2 separate regions of the Anser cygnoides genome follow, and region 1 is linked to region 2. The links are chromatin contacts, called in public Hi-C maps. All regions are on one chromosome and are shown on one strand. The core of a region is the stretch at or near the end of the contact, and the rest is flanking DNA. Distances in the headings are between cores, read along the strand shown. Region 1 holds the start of PRPF40A (pre-mRNA processing factor 40 homolog A). Region 2 holds the start of FMNL2 (formin like 2).

Region 1 (7,243 bases), core at 3,114-5,613, 150 kb after region 2:
ATATGATGCCTCATCTTTGTTTTAAAATAATTACATGACACTTGCTTTAATACAAATGAACCTTCTAAGCATTTGGAAACAAAAAGTAAGTTACTTCTGTAGAATCCTGATTCCTACAAAAACTTACATTAGGAGTAACATGTCTCAATTATTCTGAAGTCTGATAAGTAGTATTAACAAAGACCACCACGTCAACAAAAGAACAGCAGCAAATGATGAGGTATGTAATCTGTGTGATAAGCTATTACTGAAATCTTAACTTAAAACAGGAAAAATAAAGGTTGGGAAAAATTTCTGCAAACTTCCAAGGTCACATGGAATGAATTAAACGTAGGAAAGGTAAACTCAGAGTCTAAGATTAGTTGTGCTCACAATGTTTTTTGCAACTTTCAACCTGTCTCCCTTTCCTCTCACCTCTGCAAACAGGAAGGAACGCTTTACAGGGACACTAGAAGAATGAATTTCTGCAAATAACTTCAAGATGTAGAGAGCTATTAAATTTAAACATCAAAACCCCTGATTTCTGAACTCTCTTTTTTAAACATCTGGATGAAAATCTTCATATAGACATACAATATTAAACCATGTACAATGTGAACTTGGCAATGGGGATAAACACCGTACCACAGCAAGGGAAAGTTTGAGTCTAGACTTGTATCTGAGTTTGTCGGGTGATCTGATGGGACACAAAACACGGAACTGCTACTCAGATAAGGTAGCCTCGGCTCCAATATTTATGCTTACAGTCTCAAAGGGATGGTTATGCAGAAGTTACGCACTGAACTGATACGCTGGAAAGCTGATAACGCTACTGAAAAAAGTATTTAATATTTTGTATGTTTCCCGTTATTATTATTTTTACTGATCCTGACTTCCAAGAACTGCTAAACTATTAATAAAGTGGCAAAAGGAACAAAATAAATAATCGAGGTATTGCCAACACAATTTTTTGGCCACCGATCCCAAACAGATCTCTAGAAGTCAACCCCCTTCAACCTTCCAGTTGTGCCCCTTTACCTTTATTGTCCTTGGCAGGCTGGCCAAGAGACCCCATCCCCCTGTATCTTCAGGGAGCACCAGGTTACCACTCTCCTCATCTTGCATCTCGTGGGGAAAGAGGGTATGTGGTAGGGCTACTGCTCCACCCTCAATCCACAAGGTTTTCTTGGGAGGGTGAGGGAGGAAGGAAAGACTGGAAGGCGGTCCCTCCTATTCCTCGCCATCCTGTAGAAGCAGGAGAAGAAAGCACTCTTGCCCCACTGCTACGTCCAACTAAGGGGGCTCTGAGAGCATCAAGCTTCTTAAAAGCCCTGGCCCAGGTCCTGCAGAAACCCCGAGCTCTGCTCTGTTCGTGTGTGACACTAAGACACAAAGTTAAAAAAAAATAATCTGTTGGGAAGGCGACCCTACTCATTTCCAAAAGGCCTTCCTTCCTCTGACTGATGCTGAGAGAAGGCCACACTACTGCTGTTACCTATGCAAGGTAGTTACCTGCCCTACAGGGGTTCACCTCAGAAAGGAGACAAACAAGCTAGGAAAACACCTCATCCTGCAAAGTTTCCCAAATAACCTCCGATAACTGCTGGAAGAAAGTGGTTATCACCCAAGGAAACAAGCCAACGCGAGCTGACACTTCCACCTGTCTGGTGTGGGGGTATCACCACCCCGTCCCAGCCTCAGGGCCGCAGGATGATCGAGCCTCTAATCCCCTCTCTGCCATGCCATTTATCTTCAGCTATTTACATCTACCAAAAACTCCTCAGTTCTCTATCTACATTGCTCACTAAAATATTAGACACTGAAATGGGTAAGAACGTTACACACACATTACATAGGTAAGAATAATGGAATAGAAGGAAACAAACCAAAACGCCTGTTAAGCAAAGGAATAAAATAGAATTGCTATTGAAGTTTTTAACAAGCACACACAAAAACTCACGCCATTAGCTATCATACCAACAGCCAAGTCCTCCTCACCTTTTACAACTGCATTAATTTTGCAGATCAACAGGCTGCAAAACCATGCTGAAGAGTCCTCTCAGGCTCAGTGCATCAGTGGAAAAAAACAAAGCACGTGCTCTATCCAAGGTACTGCAAAGGAGCACAAGGAGCGGCCAGGATGACCTCGTGGGCTCTTCTTGAGGCGTTAACCGTTCACGTCACCCCCTCGCCAGTCTAGCTCATAACCCTCAGTTTCTACTTAGGCAAACCACTATCACAAGCAGCATTACTACAGCACTTCTTAAGTCCAGAAAGAGAACTGCTGCTTAATTGGAAACCACACAGGAAAGGATTTTTCATTATTTAAAATACAGCTTTAAACAAACAAAAAGCACAGCTATGATTCTGGCTACTCTACCTGTCAACCCAGCTCCACACCCGTCAATGTGAACAGCCAAGTTTATTTTTCGAACTGCACATTCCACTAGCAACAACAGCATATTACACGTCACTCCCTAGGATTCTGGAAGGAATTCTGCAAAAACTCATGTTGTAAATATTTTTCCCTGCAATTTTCGTCTACCTGGACAGAGCAGATAGCCAAGAACAAATGAAACACGAAGTTCTCTACCTTTTCTACTTCTGAGAAGAACCAACACTTTTCGATTCTAATGTGTACTAAGATGACAACCTTACTTCTCCAAAATCCATGCAAAAGCAGCAGCATCTTTTTTATTCAAATTACAGGTCCATACCTACAACTACTGATGCTTAAAGGCCAAATGAAGCGTATTGATTATCTGCTATAATGAGAAGAGTTTCTGCACGCTGCAGGTGGATAGGAGCGGTGGCGTAAGACACCCTGAATGATTAACCTTAGCACTTGCAAGCTGCCGTATGAGACTTACCTACAAACGGGGATGACCTAACATCGTTATGGGAAGAAAGAAAAAGACACTAAAAATGCGTTACCTGCCCCATCGGTGGTCCTCCCATGGGAGGCATCATCTGAGGCATCATACCATGCGGAACCGGCGGCATGTTCGGTGGCCTCTGCCCCATGGGGTGCATTCCCATGGGCGGGTAATGTGGCATCCCTGGGTGTCCCATCTGAAAGGCAGCAACAAAGGAAAAAAATGAGCGTGAAGCTAACGACTCACAAAAGCATTGCGAACAAAGAGAGGCTGAACGCTGAACTGAAAATTATTTAATCGACTAACTCAACACTGCGTAGCAGTAATGACAGTAAGCATTTGATCTTCCAGGTCCTCTAGAGTCGTGAGCATTAGAACAAATAAAGTTTCTAAACCAACATCCAAATGAAACCTCCACAAGTCTTTCTTAAGCCACCTTACGGCTTGTCACAGCAAAGCGTACTAAACTTGGGCCTGTAACTACTTCTGTGTGCTCTTCTGCAACAACTATGAGCGAGTTTGCTCACTGTGCAAAGTTACACGCATTCCTTTCACTCCTCATATCCAAGTCTGAGAGAGTTTTTACAATGAATGTGATCTGGTAGTTTTTACAGTGAATGTGATCACCGTCTCCTTATTAAACAACTGAACTTTGTTACTCTCGCGATTCCTGGTATGGTCACGCTGCAAGGACAAAAATGTCTACGGATGAGAGATGCCGTTCGTTCAAAATTCCCGCATTACAGCACGTGCCTTCTGTCGTGGCCACAAGCGCTGGTTCTAGGGGTCCTTTAGGAGCCGTGCTGTGAACGAACTCACTCGCAGAGCACGCAGCCCGGCCTCGCACCACACTTCCGCAGGTAACTGCTCCAGGTCACTACGGAAGCACCACCTGAGGGTGCCATTTCAGGGCGGCGGCAGCAGCAGCAGCAGCACCCTCCCCACCCCCCCCACCGTCCCCCCAGCCACCTCCCCCCCGCTTCCCGGCGCTCCCCCCGCCCCGCCCCGCACTCACCATAAGCGAGCCGCGGTCGACGGCCCCGGGCCGCATGGCGGGGCTCAGCAGGCTGCCCCCGCCGCACCTGCCCAGGAGCCGCCCCCGCAGCGGCTGCCGCGACGAGGGCCCGAAGGGCATCAGGGGCTCGGGCTCGCCGCGGGGCGGGAGCAGCGGCGCCAGCAGGCTGACTGGCTTGCCCGCCGGCCAATCGGGGCGGCCCGCCAGCCGGCTGCCCTTCGGCGATTGGTCGGCGGCGGCGGCGGCCACGGGCCGGACGGCGTCCCCCGGCGTCAGCTGCATGAGGGGGGGCGGCTTGGGCAGCGAGAAGGGCAGTGGCTGAGGGGAGGCCGCGGCCGCCGCCGCCGCGGAGTCGCCGCCCGACATGTCCCGGCCGGGAGCGGCTGCCCCGAGGAACGGGCGGAGAGGTGAGAGGCGGGGAGGAGGCGGGAGCGGCCCCTCGGCGGCGGGGGGACTGCGGTCGGGCCGGGCCGGGCCGAGCCAAGCGCGGGCAGCGGCGGGGCCGGGCCCGGGAGCGGGAGCGGAGCGGGCGCGGGGGAAGCTGCGGCGGGGCCGAGCCCGGGGGACGCCGGGAAAGTGATCACGTGGGCCCGGGGCGGGCCACCAGGAGCTGGGTGGTACCACAGCACTTGAGAAGGAGGGGAACAGCGCCGCGGCTGAGGCATCGCTTGCCTGAGCGGGCAGGGAGGGGGCGGGCGATCCCCCCCGTGCGCCGGGCCGTAGATAGAACGCGCCGGCCCGAAGGCTTGCGCGCGTCCGTCCCCCCCTGCGTCACGGCGCGTTGGTACGGGCCGAAGCGGGGGTGAGCGCGCGCGCGAGGCGGGGTGGCCACGGCTCCCCCCGTCCTGGGCGCGAGGTGGTTGGCGCCCGCTGGGCCGGCGGGACCCGGCGGGGGGGGGGGGGCGGTCGGGGCGTGTAGGCTGTGGGACATTTTTGGGGGGCAAATCGGTATGAAACCGGGGGGTTTTGTGCTTTGTGGGAGCCCCGGCCTGCGGCCTCCAGTGAGGGCCGGTGCCGGAAGCCCTGAGAGAAAGGGGAGGGGGGAAAAAGGAGAGCTGGAAGTTCGTCTGACGTGAAAATCTGCCACAGCTGTAACTGAAATGAAGTGTAACCTTGGGTTTCAATAAAGTGTTACAACACGGAGGTGTGTGCTCTTTGCGTGTGGTACATACACAAATACTTAAAATAATGCAAGGCTGGCGTGAAGAATGAAGTTGTTATAGCTAGGTAAAACTTGCACTGTATGTGTAAACCCTCTCTTTAATTACGTACATTTACAGGTAGCACCAACTCACTGCTTTTTGAGTATCTGTAATTTAAAATGCAGTTGAGCTCCATATAACTCCTGTAGTTTGTTAAAATCAGTTGTGAATGTGGCCCTTTGGATGTAGTGGTGTTTGGGGTGCCTTTGTTTGTTTGTTTTTTTTTGGGGGGGGTGGGACACATTGGATACCACAAGTGTAGTAGCTTCTAGGTGTGAAAGTGCTCTTACAGCTGTCACACCCCCGTCATTTAACAAGTCTTTTCAATGGTAGTCTTCGGTTCAAAGTGATAACTGATAGGATTTGTGCGAGATGGGATCCAGCAAAGATCCGGAGTTACCATCTATGTGGCCCTGCAACAAGATCTGCAGCGGTATTCTGGTGGAACTTGGAATTTGTTGATGGAAAATGTTTCTAGTTCTGCCAGTGGCTTTCCTCTTCGTCAAATGTGCCTGTCAAGTCAATTAATTATCTCTTAATAATTAAGATTCCATGCAGGTGTTGTATGAAATGCCCAGATTATCACCTGTGCAACGTGCTCCAGGTGATCCTGCTTGGCACGGGAGTTGGACTAGGTGATCTTCAGAGGTCCCTTCCAACCTCGGATACTCTTATGATTATAAATCTCTGTTAATACGATATGCTATACCCAGGCTGAAAGAATACACCTCAAGTTTCACTGGGCTTAGGTGAGAGCATCCAATTAAGAGTTCTCATGTAAGTAAGGTACTAAATTCCCAGCGGGTTGTCCTGTGGGAGCCAAATGCTGTTCTCAGTGCTGCGTGTGAGGGCAGCAAAACCGTGTGTGTGGCTCTGCCAAATTACTGTAGGAAAGCGTTATCTTGACACTTTGAGCTGGCTTTTTAAGGTGTATTATGAAAGAGTTAACGATACTAAGCATGTTTTTGGGTTCCTGATTGAAAGATGGAGACAAACGCATCAGGCAAATGATATGTGAACCACATAGCTTGCTTCTGATTTTCAGTGTCTCTTTGATTGAGTCTTAGTTATCCTTTTATGAAGACGTGCTGAATTTGCTCAGATTGATGTTAGCTTCTATGGTGACCAAAGGAGGAAATTTAAAAGCATGAATGGTAATATGGGAGGATTGAGTTGTTGATCTGTAAAGGTGCTTTTACTTTAATATGCTTTTTTTAAACCTTGTTGAAGTTTTGAATGTTTAATCGCTGTGTGATAAAACAGGACAGCTTGTGAACAGGATATTAAAACTTGATTTCTGTCATACCAAACAATTGGTGTATCTTCATCGGTTTTTCTGATCGGTGTCCTTTCCTGACAGGTTGGCATGTCCTACTGTACTACTGTATTATTCAAGACTTGATTTTTTTTAAACGTTTGAATTTGTTTCTAAATGCAAAATTACGTACTTTAGTGATTGCTGTTTTGGCAAACTTCATTGTGAATCTGAAACAGTTCTTTTGGAAACTGCTCGTCTCTTGCAGACTGCCCAATTTATACTTTCCTGGCCAGATTTCCATGTAAACGGGCTGCACGCGCAGCTTTCTGCTACGTGGCTCAAATCCAGTTGCAGACAGCACGCTGCTTGGCAGAAGGTCCTTATCTGGTATTCATCATGTGAAGGAGTCAACCCATCCGTGAATTCCTGGGTCTTGGCGGAGGAGTTACCCATCCCATTCACCTGTGTTGTCTGCATGGTTTAGAGATAAATAAAATGAAAAAAACCCTACCATCTAGTTCCCAAGTGTTACAAGAGGGGTGGATGCATATAATGTGAACAATAGCCAAGAGACAATGGGGGCAGGAGTTTTTTGCTAGAAACTAAGAATTTACCTAATCTCTCGTTTAAAAACATCTTGCGAAGCTGAAGCTGAGCAGTTTGTTTGACAGAGCCAGCTATGTTACAGCTGTTACTGTGTTCTTGCATTCATCTCTTCGGAGCGTGTGGGCAGATCTCTTCGTTTGCTGATTACACTGATACAATACATTCACCTGACAGCGTGATTAGCCATCCGCTGATAAGTAGCCCCAAAAGAAGCCAGACATGTCAATGGGGTATGTCGTAGAGTTGTCCTTAGGGGCTGCCAGAAGAGCTGGAAGCCTTTGGGATGGTTTCTAGGGATTTTTATTTT
Region 2 (6,758 bases), core at 833-3,332:
TAATTTCTTTAGTTTAAGCGTGAGCCAGCTAAATAGCTTTTTATTCAGCAATGCTGCCGCGCTGATTTTAATGCTTGCTAATGTTGGCACCCCAGCGACGGACTACAACAAATTGTTCAAAAATAATTTTGTTCTCTTAAAAGAATTCCTTCCCTTTGTGCATACTGCATTTATGGTAAACAGTCACCGTGCGCACGGATGGTTAGTTTCATTAAAAATTTCGCAAGTCTGGTTTTGAACTGCATATGCCTTATAGCATGATTTGGAGCTGAACTGGCTGAAGGACAGCCCATGGCTCCTTGCCTCAACGTCAGCCAAGGAATCCAGTTTGACCTGCCGTTATCCTCACCTTCCCCAGGTATGCATGGCTAGCAGCAGCTCCTGGTCCCCGAATGTCACCCTGCAGCCTGACCCCCAGCCCTCGTCTGTGATACTCCGATGCTCCCTTATCTCACAGGAGCCCTGAGAAGCTTAATTAACTAAAGGGCAGTCTACAGTTTTAAAAAATTACCTTGTTAAGGATATTGTAAGCATTTTAGGGTGTTAGCGAAGCAGTTTTAAGAAATTCTTGTCTGTTGGACAAGAATGTTTCCAATCGTGCCGTGCTCTCCTGTTGCTAAATAATCATGCACATTTTCTTGCTTTTCTTTTCCCCCAGATGAATCTCCACATGGATAGTTACCAACTCCTACCAGGCAAAGCCAAAAATATCCCATATCCCAGCAGAAACTGATGGATCTGGCCAAACCCCTTTGCAGAGCACACCGGTACATTTACTGCTGCCTGCCAGGTAACAGCGCTAGTGAATCCTCGTGTAATTTGATTCATGAGATTCACTGACTTTCCTGAACTAGCTGGCAGCAGAAATGCAGAACTTCGCACATAATGGCTGAAAGCCTTTAATGATGTTTTCAATTTTATTCATAATTGCGAGCTGGCACAGCACCGTGCACCAAAGCGATGCATATGCAAACCCCTACTCCGCGATGCCAAAGCAAGAATGGGCCAGGAGTCAGTGAGTGTGCCCTCGTGACGGTGAGGCTCGGTGAAATTCATTCCTCTTTGGAAGGGCAATCGAATGCTAATATAAAACAGGGATTCGGATTGCCAGGTGTGCGGCAGGGAAGGAATCAGGCCTCAGATGGAGGTATCAGTGCAATGCAGCGGGGTCACCAAATGGGTCAATGCCATCTTGGCCAAGTTGCAGAGTTTTCCTCCAAACCCACGCCAGGCACCTCGCCACTTGGCTAGTGTTTGTAATGCCGCGGGGTGAACGGAGAGCAGCCCAGCTCCAAGCGTTAATGTGGTCTGGGCTTGACCGTCGTGATCTTTTTGGTCCAGAGAGAGTTTACAGGAAATGGTAAAAAAAAAAGTCAGTCAACAACATCTGGCGAGAGGGCGGCTTTGATGCACGGGGGACAAGGACGATCTGCAGGGTGACGCTGAGGCAACACTGTTGTGTTTATGGGCTTGTTCAGGCGGCATCACCTTGAACTTTGGGATTTATTTATCACCCCATCCTGCTGCCTTCACGAAACCCAAGCCCGGTCTGTGGGGCTGGAAAGCGAGGCCGCCCCGGGAGGACTCCCTGAAAATCCCTTACACAGCTCGCGTGGCTCTAAACAAACAAGGCTCGGAGCCACGAGGGCGGCATCTTCACCCCAATTCCTGTCACGGCGCCCCAAACCGTGGCTGGGTGCCCCAAAACCACGGCCGGGTGCCCCAAACCACAGCTGGGCACCCCAAACCACGGCCGGGCTCCCCAAAACACGGCTGGGCGCCTCAAACCACGGCCGGGCTCCCCAATACACGGCCGGGCTCCCCAAAACACGGCTGGGCGCCTCAAACCACGGCCGGGCTCCCCAAACCGCCGTCTCCGTGCGGGGACGGCGAGGGGCTGCCTGCGTGAGGCGACCCCCGCGGGGCAGCCCGGGCCGCCCTTGTGAGGTAAAATGGAGGCCGGGGGCGGCCGGGGCGGGCCGGGGCGGGCCGAGGGTCGCGGCGGGGCTGAGGAGGGCCGGCGGGACTACGAGTCCCAGCGCGCCCCGGGCCGGGGGCGGAGCGGGGCTTTGTGCGGACCGCGGGGCGGCATGCGGGGGAGCCGGAGCCGCAGCCGGAGCCGGAGCCGGAGCGAGCCCGCCCCGGGGGGAGGGCGAGGGCGGCGAGCCATGCCGGGCGGCGGCGCGGCGTTCCGCCGTCGGTGCTAGAGGGCGACCGCGGGGCGCCGAGCCCGCCTGGCTCGGCGGCGCCGGAGCGCGGAGGCAGCGCGGAGGGGCCGCCGCCGCCGCCATGGGCAACGCGGGGAGCGTGGACTCGCAGCAGACGGAGCTCCGGGCGCACAGCGTGCCCCTCAAGCTGCCCATGCCCGAGCCCGGCGAGCTGGAGGAGCGCTTCGCCGTCGTGCTGGTGAGCGCCGGCCCCATTGTCTGCGGGCGGCCGGCCGGGGGCGGGGAGGGGGCGGCGGGAGCGCGGCGCTGCCCCGGGCCGGGGGCGGGTGGGCTCGGCGGGGAGCGGGGGGGGGGGTTTGTGCCGGAGCCCCCCCGGGCTGGGGCCGCCTGCCCCCGGGCACCTGCGGGCTGTGCCGGGCCGGGCCGGGGCCGGGCGGCGGCGGCGGGCCGGCCGCGCGGACTTTGCCTCTGGCTTCGGCTCCTTTCTGGCCGCGTTTGAGTCCCTCCAGCTGAGGAGCACAAAGGGCTGCCCGGCCGGAGCCCTGCTGCTCCTGCAGCTTCTCCCGACGCCGCGCACCGGCCCTGGCGGGGCGGTCCCGGTGGTCCCGCAGCCACAGGAGGTGGGCGCCGCCCGGGGGCTCCGGCACCGCGCTCGCTTTTGGCGTGAAAGCCAGGAGCTGGGCAGAGGGGGGGGCATGAACCCGTGTGTGTGCCGTACCCCGAGGTCCCCTCGCGTCCCGCGAAAGCGGCCGGAGTGGCTCCCGCGACAGCCACGGGGACGGGGACGGGGACGGGCGGCCCCCGGCTCCTGCGGTGCCGCTGCTCGGGGTGGGCGCTCACTGGTATGTGCGCAGGATTTATTTCGGGTTAGACCCAATTAGATTATCGTGCCTAAGAAAAGAATAAGCCTATTCAGCTGGGAACCCCCCGCCGATGAGCCAAATGGTGAGTGAGATGTTGCGATTATTAGGTTTACGGGAAAACGCCTGATCTCGCCCCGCGCCTGTCGGGGAACCCCGCGGGCGTTGTGCTGGCGGGGGGATGCCCCCACGTACGGCCCCTGAGCCCTGCTCCGGCACATCGCACCCAGGGGGCCCGGCTTAGCCTGCCTGCACGGCCAGCAGGAGGAAAACCGGGACCTGCCGGCTGGGTCGGTGGAAGGGAGAAGCGTCAGAGCGTCGTAGATAAACGCGTAACATAAAGACGGGAGGTAGCAGGGCCGAGCCCGTGATTTCTTGAGGCGCTTGCGAGGAGCGGGTGGCATCTGTTTGCAGAAGGTGCGCTGAAATTAAGGCTCAGAGGACCGGCCGCTGCTTCGCTGGAGGGAACGGTGGCAGTGCAGGCACGTCTGTGGGATCGGTCTGTCGGATCCCTGCTCCGCGCCTGGCAGGAGGAGCTGCAAGATGGGGCTCCAGGGCCGCTGCTGGCACAGCGAGCTGAGAACTGCCTTTAGCCTGCTCTCGAAACCAGTGAGGGATGGCTGGTATTTGTTGCAGCTTCCAGGAAATATCTGACCAGTTTATGGAAGAATAAACTCCAGGGCTGTTATTATTTTGTTTTCTCTGCAGCGCAGAGGGGAAGATGGCTGTGGCACTGGTTAAACCCCAGCACTGGGCAGGCCGTAAAATAGCAGAGATTAATGAGAAAGGAATGGCAGTCTGGGGAAAAGCAGAGATGAGGACTATTTTCTGTAGGGAGAGGGGATTAGTCAGGAGATGAGTACGAAGAAAGAGATGCTGAACTTCCCAGGACTGAAGCTCACGTTCTCGGCACTCTGGTTTAAGAATTTAGCCTGGCATAACCGTTCCTCGCGCACTGCTGAGATCCCAAAGGGCTTTGCTGGCAATAGCGATTTTGTTGCTGCTAATGATGTTTCCAAGACCGCTTTTGAGGCCGATGAAGGTGCAGCTGCCTGCAGGTACACGGTCGTCATGCTGAGCAGGTCGTCTCTGTGCATAACAGTGGGGCCGTGTGGGGAAGGTTCCTGCTTTGCCACGCTCGTGGCAGCCGCCCTCTGAACCACGTGCATGTCCATGAAGAGAGCGCAGGCTGGTCATGTTTGCTGTAAGTGCTGTAACATTGGCTGCTGTCTTATTTTTTCCACTTGGAACATGCTACCCTAATCTACTCCAGTAGCTCTGTGGTCTGCGCAGCGGGTGGACGAGCAGCGGGGCGCCTGGAGATGGTACACGTGTGTGCTAGCTGGCGTTTGCTAGGTTGTTAGCAGCCTTCGTTTTGTGGAAGGTCTCTGATGTAGCAGTTTGTCCGCTTCAATCACACAGTCATCTCATTGCCTCCTTGGTTAGCCTCACTCTTTGAGGTTTGAGGCGCGTAAATTGCAGGAGATGCCTGGAGAAGTGCTCCGGGTCACTGTTTTCCAGTGAAGCTCTCAAATCTAACGGTGCTGAGACGTTCCTTCGCCTGTAACGGTGCCGCGGGCGTTACTGAGGATGGGCTGGGTGCGTGCCACGCGGCCCGCCAGGGTGAAGGACATCAGGGCCGGGTCTGGCTGCATCACACCTCCCGGTCCTTGAGTCGGTAACACGGGAGGGTTGTCCCTGTGAACCTATGTTATCTGGCATGGATTTAGCGGCTGGTGAAGTAAACACGCTTCCCTGGGCTCCCTGTTGCAATGAGGATTTACTTGTCTCTGCAGGGGAGGACCAGGGGTCATTTGCCTGTGTATTTCAGGAGGACATTGGTGGTGTGTGCTTAACAGAGAGGTGTAGAGGATCGTCTGAGAGAGATCTGCCAGCTGTGTCGTTTTTTCCATCCTATCGAAGTGACGGGAGTTCTTCCCTTTTGTTGGGATATGTACAATAATTCCCTCGGTTCCCAGCTCGTGCGAGAGCATAAAGTCCAGGAAGGTGGCAGCACAATTCCTGCGCTCCTGCCGCCGAGTTCCCCGTTCCCCGACGAGGGGTGCTGGGTGCTGGGACGGACGGAGCCCAGCTCTCGCCTTGGCTCTGGGGCTCGCCAGCACCAGCACAGCCCCTGGGCCGCGAGGCCACAGGAACCTCCTGCCGGAGCCAGTCCCTCGCCGTGCTCCATCTTCCTCTTCAGCTGCCTAGTTTTTTTTTTCTCCCGTCTTTCTCCTGCAGACACACAGGCCACATGCGCGTAAATCCCGAATGCGAGTAACCAACCCTAGTTTATCGAATAGGAAGCCGATGCTCGGCGTGCGCGAGCGCCGGCGCGGCCCGAGCGCGCCGCATGTGTCCGTAGACGTCGTGGCACCGGCGTGCGATGCGGCGAGCCGGGAGGGGCAGGGGCAGGAGCCAGGCTCCCCCTCGCAGCGGCAGCAGCTCCGGCAGCAGGGTGGTCTCCCTCTGAACCCCTAACGGGGCTGCGTGTTTGCAAACGACACGTGGTTTGGAGGAAGCGGCCGGGACGGAGTTGGCAGGGTAAATTGTTGCCTAATGAGCTGTGATTGACATAATTTGACTGCTGGATTACATATCTGCGGTGAGGTTAGCAGGAAATATCCTCTTACCCCCACCGAGCGCCGGTTGGTTTTACAGAGGAGCTCTCTGTGCCCGGTCCCGCGGGACGGAGGGATGCGTCTGAAGGGCTGGGGGACGCGGAGGGAGGACACGGCTCTGCTTTCTGCTCTGCTCTGCCCCCCGGGGAGATGGGACCTGCCTGGAAGGTCCCCGCGCACGGGGCTCTGCTGGGCAGCCCTTCTTCTCCTTCTCCTTCACCGGGGATTTGGTCCGAGCATCGTTTTCCATACGGGGCGAGAGAGCAGCGCAGTGTCTATTGCTGAGGAATTTGTAAGCTCGGGGTGAAAGTCTGTAACGTTTCCCAGCTGTTTTCCATTCTTCTTCCTAATCCTCTATCAAATGCATTATGCGTTGTTGTATAATATGTACAGCTTAGGGTCTGCAAAGCATTAAAAGAACGTGACGTTGTTGCCGGGGGTGTCTGCAAGGTGGTGTTTGGTTCCTGCCGTTCGGGTGGGGTTGGTGGGGCACCGACGTCCTTGTTGTGGTTCCTAAACCTGACGTAACTCTCTGGGGGTGAATTTCACCGGAGACACTCTAGTCCTGTGCCGGGCGCAGTTTGCATTGTTTTTATGGGATTTGAAAGCAATGGGATGGGCGCTGGGAGATGCTGAATTAGCTGTAGGAGCAGCATTCAGGAAAAGCAGCTTACCAGATTTCAGAAATTGGAAAGCCCTGTTGTGTTTTCTTGTTCAGGCCTTCTGTCTGACAGATTTCTGCCTCGGGGCTCTTTCCTCAGGATCCCATTTAAATGGTTCGAGCAGTGATACCTTCTCCCTGAAGAAACAACCTAATAAGTCAAGTTTAAAAATAGATGTTTCTGACGGGTTAAATTCATGGAGCGAACAATTGCTTCACGGTACAACATCTGTCAGGCTGGCTTGTAAATGGCATTTGCAAGTAGTTCTGCCCAGGTGTCGCAGTAGAATATTGTGATAAAGCTGTGTGGTTTGGTTTTTTTTGAGCATCTGAGCCATGAGGGTAGCCCAGCGGGTGTTTAGCTGCTCGCAGGTTACTCACATTCCCAAAATTAATTCAGCGCCTGGGAACCTGGAAGGCTTCAAAAGTGGATAAGCGGATGCGTGTG

Evidence for each region. Hi-C and Micro-C count contacts between places; a contact is called where the count stands out from the background.
Region 1: a Hi-C map of liver shows a contact between it and region 2, with 8 times the contacts expected there. The contact joins the promoter of PRPF40A here to the promoter of FMNL2 in region 2. A contact is called at or near these places in 2 of 7 Hi-C or Micro-C datasets (both in liver).

What each region holds. Positions count from the first base shown.
Region 1 is chr6:40,769,626-40,776,868 of Taihu_goose_T2T_genome, forward strand. PRPF40A (pre-mRNA processing factor 40 homolog A) reads right to left here and starts at 4,364. Exons shown (of 26, transcript XM_066999323.1): 1 at 3,871-4,364; 2 at 2,914-3,051. The coding sequence starts at 4,236. It overlaps LOC125185025 (a long non-coding RNA gene), which reads left to right and starts at 4,163. Exons shown (of 2, transcript XR_007169862.2): 1 at 4,163-4,277; 2 at 6,596-7,243.
Region 2 is chr6:40,622,563-40,629,320 of Taihu_goose_T2T_genome, forward strand. FMNL2 (formin like 2) reads left to right here and starts at 2,083. Exons shown (of 27, transcript XM_066999321.1): 1 at 2,083-2,406. The coding sequence starts at 2,290.